Regions from separate parts of the Mus musculus genome. Here region 1 is linked to region 2. A link is a contact called in public Hi-C data. All regions are on one chromosome and are shown on one strand. Each heading gives the region's core, a stretch centred on a gene start, on an enhancer-like site or on the middle of the called end of the contact. The rest is flanking DNA. Distances are from core to core; before and after follow the strand shown. Region 1 overlaps Pds5b (PDS5 cohesin associated factor B). Region 2 holds the start of Pds5b (PDS5 cohesin associated factor B).

Region 1 (2,700 bases), core at 180-2,679, 40 kb before region 2:
CTTCCGAAGGTCCAAAGTTCAAATCCCAGCAACCACATGGTGGCTCACAACCACCCGTAATGAGATCTGATGTCCTCTTCTGGAGTGTCTGAAGACAGCTACAGTGTACTTACATATAATAAATAAATAATAAGTAAATAAATCTTAAAAAAAAAAAAAAGAATATATGTGATCAAGTGAAGAATATAAAGGAAGCAGAAGCAGGAGAGATCTCTTGTGAATTTTAGGCCAGCCAGTGCTAAATAGTCAAACTCAGTTTGTGTGAGGTTTTAAAATGTAGAAGAGGGTTTTATAAGTAAAATATTAGAAAAATATTTCTTGGAAAACCAAGCAAAAGAAAGCATATAATCTAAATATCGCTTGATATATATTATGTATTTAACGTCTGTGTGTGCACGAGTGTGTGTGTTTGCATGTGCATGTATAGGGTTACAGGGTCCACTTCATTGTATGTGCTCAAGAGAAACAAGCACACATGACTAGTATAAGACATATACTCAAGCATTCACAACAAACAGAAGTATCTATCAACCATAGATAAGTAAACTGGTATGTATATTAATACAGCTATGGAGTCAATCTCAACCACTGTTTCAAACAATAATGTAGATTAGCACTGGAGTTAACTGAAGTATATCAAACACAAAATCCCAGAGTACATGCTTATATAAAAATTCTAAACCATACAGAGAAAGCTCTACAATGTTAAAACAGAGGTCAAGTCAGAAAATATCTTTAAAACACCTAACATAGAAACATCCAGGCAGGCATGGTATAGGAGGAGCTGAGGGTTCTACATCTTCATCTGAAGGCTGCTAGTGAAAGACTGACTTCCAGGCAGCTAGAGTGAGGGTCTTATAGCCCACACCCACAATGGCACACCCACTCCAACAGGGCCACACCTTCTAATAGTGCCACTCCCTGGACTGAGCAAATACAAACCATCACAGAGAGAGAGAAAAAAGAGGCAGAGGCCAAAAAAAAAAGGAATTTGAAAAATGTGTGTGTGTGTGTGTGTGTGTGCACAAACACACATATATCCCCAAATAACAAGACATTAAAGGAATTAAAAACAATGAATGGACTTGGTTCTAGCAAATACTAAAACCTAGCCAAAGTAATTTAAAGACCATGGTACTTATGAGGGGAAACAATCCGTGGACCATAAGATGGTCTAAGAACAGACTCATAAGCATGAACCTGACATAAAAACAGTGACAGAACAAGACAGCACAAGTCAGTAAGGACAGAGCAAGAAGTACTGCTGTTGCCATATTTCACACAAACATTAGATGAATGCTGGGTAGACTAGTAATCCAGATATCAAAGCCAAATGTAAAAGAATCTGATGAGAGAGTAAGCACTGTCTGCCAAGATCCAAGTTCATGGGTGTGCTTCTTTAAACAAACACCATATTCATCAAAGCCTTGAACAAGTCTCTCTCACAAAGCATTCCTCAATGAAGCAGACTTCACAACTGCACATAGTCTGCACCATAAGAGTCAGCATGGATAAGCTGTCCAAGTGTAGACAGCACAGTTCTCAGCAGTAACTATAGGGGAGATGAATAAATTGGACCTCAAGAGTCTACCAAGAGAAACACATAACAACTAAGCCACAGTAGATCCTGAAACCATAGTAATAGGAACAGCAAACAGGAAGCCTGGGAAGGAGGTTTAAAAGGACAGCAGTTCCATAAAGGTATGAAGATGAAGGGCAGTGGTATAAACAATGTGAGAAAAGACTGGCAAGGTTCAGTCTTTGTCACTGAAGGCAGGGGTGATGCACACAAAATGTAGCTGAAAGAAAAGGAAGCTAAAAAGAAAAAGTAAGAGCCAACAACGGGGCAGGTTTCTGAGTTGGCAGTTCAAAATATGGTGAATACACACAGGCTATCCCTCAGAGTGGGACGTACTTGCCATGAACCTGAAAGTCATTAAGTGTGCATGTTTACTCTTCCTGACTTCCACCTACCAGAGGGGTCCTTCCCCAACACCTAGGTACATTCTAAGTCTATTTAAATGGCATTTATCATTATTGTACTCACTATACTTCTATCTCTACTAGATCATAAACTCCTTAAGACCTGGACAGGCATAGTTTTATGCTACTGCGTGATGAGTATTATTAGTACTAGGTACTCAGTAAGTACTTGCTGAATGAATGACAACTATTTTGAGAAATATCAAATCTGCAATGCAGGTTCAGAATTTGTCATTAAAGGCTGGGGTCGTGATGCATTATTATGTTCCCATAGGAGGAACAATAATAAGAACTAACCAGTACCCCAAGAACTCCCACAGACTAAACCACCAACCAAAGAGTACACATGGTGGAACTCAGGGCTCCAGCTGCATATGTAGCAGAGGATGGTGTAGTTGGACATCAATGGGAGGAGAGGCCCTTGGGTCTATGAAGGCTCTATGCCCCAGTGTAGGGGAATGCCAGGGCCAGGGAGTAGGAGTGGGTGAGTTGGTGAGAAGGGAAGGGGGAGGGGGAGAGGGAGGGGATTTTTTGGAGGATAAAGCAGAAAAGGGGATAACATTTGAAATGTAAATAAAGAAAATATCCAACCGGACGTGGTGGCGCACGCCTTTAATCCCAGCACTTGGGAGGCAGAGGCAGGCGGATTTCTGAGTTCGAGGCCAGCCTGGTCTACAAAGTGAGTTCCAGGACATCAGGGCTATACAGAGAAATCCT
Region 2 (2,700 bases), core at 6-2,505:
TTGCCCTTCTCCACTTCAGTCATCATAAGTTAGCTACAGCCCACCTCCTACACTACATACACCTGGCTTTTAAAAGGTTATTTCGTTGAAGTCCACAGGCCTCCCCAACTCTCTCAGGACCTCAGACCAACCTTCAAAAATGAAACAATACTTCCAAAGCTTCAACAAGTATTCAACAGAGAGACCGCTCCTTGGAGCGATTACAGCCACCCATCAGTTCCTAACTCTAGTATCAAAGGAGCATTCTTTGAAATCAAAAATATGGGGGGGGGGGGGGGCTTTTAAATCTTGGTAGGGTTCCTGAGGATGGAGCGAACGAATCACTCTTCTTTCAAACCCCTCGGGAGTTCGTACTGGAATAGCATGCAGCGCTGAAGAGCAGGTGCTGAATTTCGGGGTTCCGTCGACCCTGCAAACACCTGTCGGCTGCATGCTACATGCCTGCTCCTATGTGCAAACATCACATTTGCTCTTCAACGTACAGAGCAAAAACCGAAACAAAACAAAAAGCAGACCCACAGCCACAGCCGCCGCCAACGCCGCCAACACCAACGCCGCCGCCGCCAGGGCTTCTCCCGGACCGCAAACTTTTAGAGTGTCAGTGGAATAACGGTGCAGAGGCGGGCGGGCGAGCCCGCACCGCACACTGTCCGTACCGCCGTGGGGCTGCACCCGCGGTCGCCCGAGGACTCTCTCTCTCTCTCTCTCTCTCTCTCTCTGACTCTCTCTGACTCTCTCCTCTTTCTCTCTCTCTCTCTCTCTCGCTCTCGCTCTCTCGGCCGGCTCCCGGCTCTTCCCCGACTCCCGAGCAGTGCGGCGCGCCTCCCCTCGCGCCGGGCCCGCAGGCAGCCGGAAGGGGGAAGCGGCGCGGGGGGCTTCTCTCCAGGGGGAGGAGAGGGGAGGGGGAGGGGCGCGGCCGCGGCCCCCGCAAAGGTCACTCCGGGCCGGCGCCAGCCGCGGCCCGCGGCCTCCCCGCCCCCGGCCCCACCGCAGCCCCGCTGGGACACCGGGACACGCGAGGCTCAGCGGGCGACGGCTCCACGCGCGCACGCCCCGCTAGAAAAATGGAGCGTGGGGCGCTGAGGCGATGAAGAGGCGCTCCCTTTCCGTTACCCGAGTCGCTCCTACCTCCGGTCGCCCGGCTCCTACACTCCTCGCGCTCCTCCGATCTCGGGGATCCGCCGCCCTCGCCGCCGCCGCCGCCGCCGCCGCATCCAATCGCCTCCTCCCGCCCCCCCTCCCCTTCCGCAGCCAGTCCAGGCCGTTCCTCCGCCTCTCCGCTTCAAAATGGCGCCAAGAGCAGCTCCGCGGCTGCTCCAATCGAACCGCGGCGGACAGCGCCTGGGGGGCAGGCAGAGCGCCGCGTGGGTTCTCAGCGCCCCCTACCGGCCGCACGGCTTCTCGCTCAGGCGCGTGCGCACGCGCTCCTCAGCCCGCGCTCCGGGCTCCGCCCCACACACCCGGGGGCGCGCACGCGCAGGCTCCGCCCTGCTGGCGCGGCCTCCTCTGTCTCCTTGGCAGCAGAGTGATGGGCAGCTGTCAGTGCGTTCTCTCAGCTTGGACTCAGCCTCCCAGGCTTTGGCGGGAAATCTGTAGATAGCTGAACTCCGCTGGCTTTGGCTTTTTTTTTTCTTTCCTTTTTTGGATGAGGCTTTTTTTTTTTTCTTTCCTTTTTCTTTCCTTTGCCGCCCTAGCTGGCCTGTGGAGCTCACTGTGTACACCAGGCTACACATGATCTTACCATGTAGACCAGGCTGCCCTCGAGTTCAGAGATCTGCCTGCCTCTGCTTCTGCCTCCTTAGTACTGGCATTTTCCCTACGCCCGGCCTTTTTTTTTTTTTTTAATTTCTAAAAAAAAAAAAAGGAGGGGGACGGCGAGATGGTTCAACGGGTTAGAGCACCGATTGCTCTTCCGAAGGTCCTGAGTTCAAACCCCAGCAACCACATGGTGGATCACAACCACCCATAATGAGATCTGACACCCACCATCTTCTGGAGCGAGAGGGTGCCAACTGGAGTGAGTAGAGGTCCTAAGTTCAATTCCCCAACAACCACATGAAGGCTCACAGCCATCTGTATAGCTATAGTGTACTCATACACATAAAATAAAAAATAAATGTGTATTATTTTATTTGAGAATACGCTCTCACTATGCAGCCCTGACTGGCCTAGAAATCACTATATAACCCAGGCTAGGCTCCATCCTCCAGCCACTGCCTTCCCAATGCTGGGACTAAAGGTATGTGCCACCACTCCTGGCTTTTTTTGTTGTTTTGTCTTGTTTTGTTAGATAGGGTCTCACTATGTAGCTCTGTCTGGGTCTGGAGCTCACAGAGACCCACCTGCCTCTGCCTCTATGCCTCTGCCTCCCAAGTGCTAGAATTAAAGGTGTATTCCACCTCTTGTGCGATGTTTTAAACCCTGTGGTGCAGCACAGATTATGTGCTGTGTAAATGAAAGATTATTAATGTCTACATGGCTCCTCACCGGTTGGTGGACCTAGGGATCCAGTGTTCATCCCACTGCTCAAGAACCCCCCTTAACGGGGTGAGGAAGCGATTGGAAGGCCACAAAGATGCCATCCAGAAAATGAGGTTTGTGCGCCCTTGCCACTTCTGCCCTCACTGCTGCAGCTGTGGGCTGGGCGGGCTAAGATGGAGGTTTCTCTTCACCCCCAGGTCCCTGTCAGAGCTGACAAGT

What was found. A called contact is a pair of places that touch in the nucleus more often than the background predicts.
Region 1: a Hi-C map of pancreatic cancer cells shows a contact between it and region 2, with 2.1 times the contacts expected there. The contact joins the enhancer-like site here to the promoter of Pds5b in region 2. A contact is called at or near these places in 11 of 39 promoter capture datasets (the C10 cell line, the HPC-7 cell line, the SN4741 cell line and 6 more), 5 of 15 datasets of contacts at CTCF or cohesin (CD8 T cells, the G1E-ER4 cell line, the NIH/3T3 cell line and 2 more), 69 of 484 Hi-C or Micro-C datasets (the 63-12 cell line, the AML12 cell line, B cells and 47 more), 15 of 115 datasets of contacts at active chromatin or transcription factors (the 230-238 cell line, CD8 T cells, Th17 cells and 10 more) and 3 of 9 other capture datasets (adipose tissue, liver and pancreatic islet).

What each region holds. Positions count from the first base shown.
Region 1 is chr5:150,712,335-150,715,034 of GRCm38.p6, reverse strand. The region is part of intron 1 of Pds5b (PDS5 cohesin associated factor B); the gene reads right to left. Among named protein-coding and RNA genes, the nearest start is that of Pds5b, 40 kb to the right of the region's middle. Within about 2 kb of position 1,429, at least 10 of the 459 cell types and tissues checked have an H3K27ac peak or open chromatin away from gene starts, as enhancers often do. A contact at or near this core is called in pancreatic cancer cells, where this site is marked.
Region 2 is chr5:150,672,382-150,675,081 of GRCm38.p6, reverse strand. It overlaps Pds5b (PDS5 cohesin associated factor B), which reads right to left and starts at 1,255. Exons shown (of 35, transcript NM_175310.6): 1 at 1,129-1,255. It overlaps Gm40353, which reads right to left. Exons shown (of 6, transcript XM_017321266.1): 2 at 1,114-1,341; 3 at 520-1,056.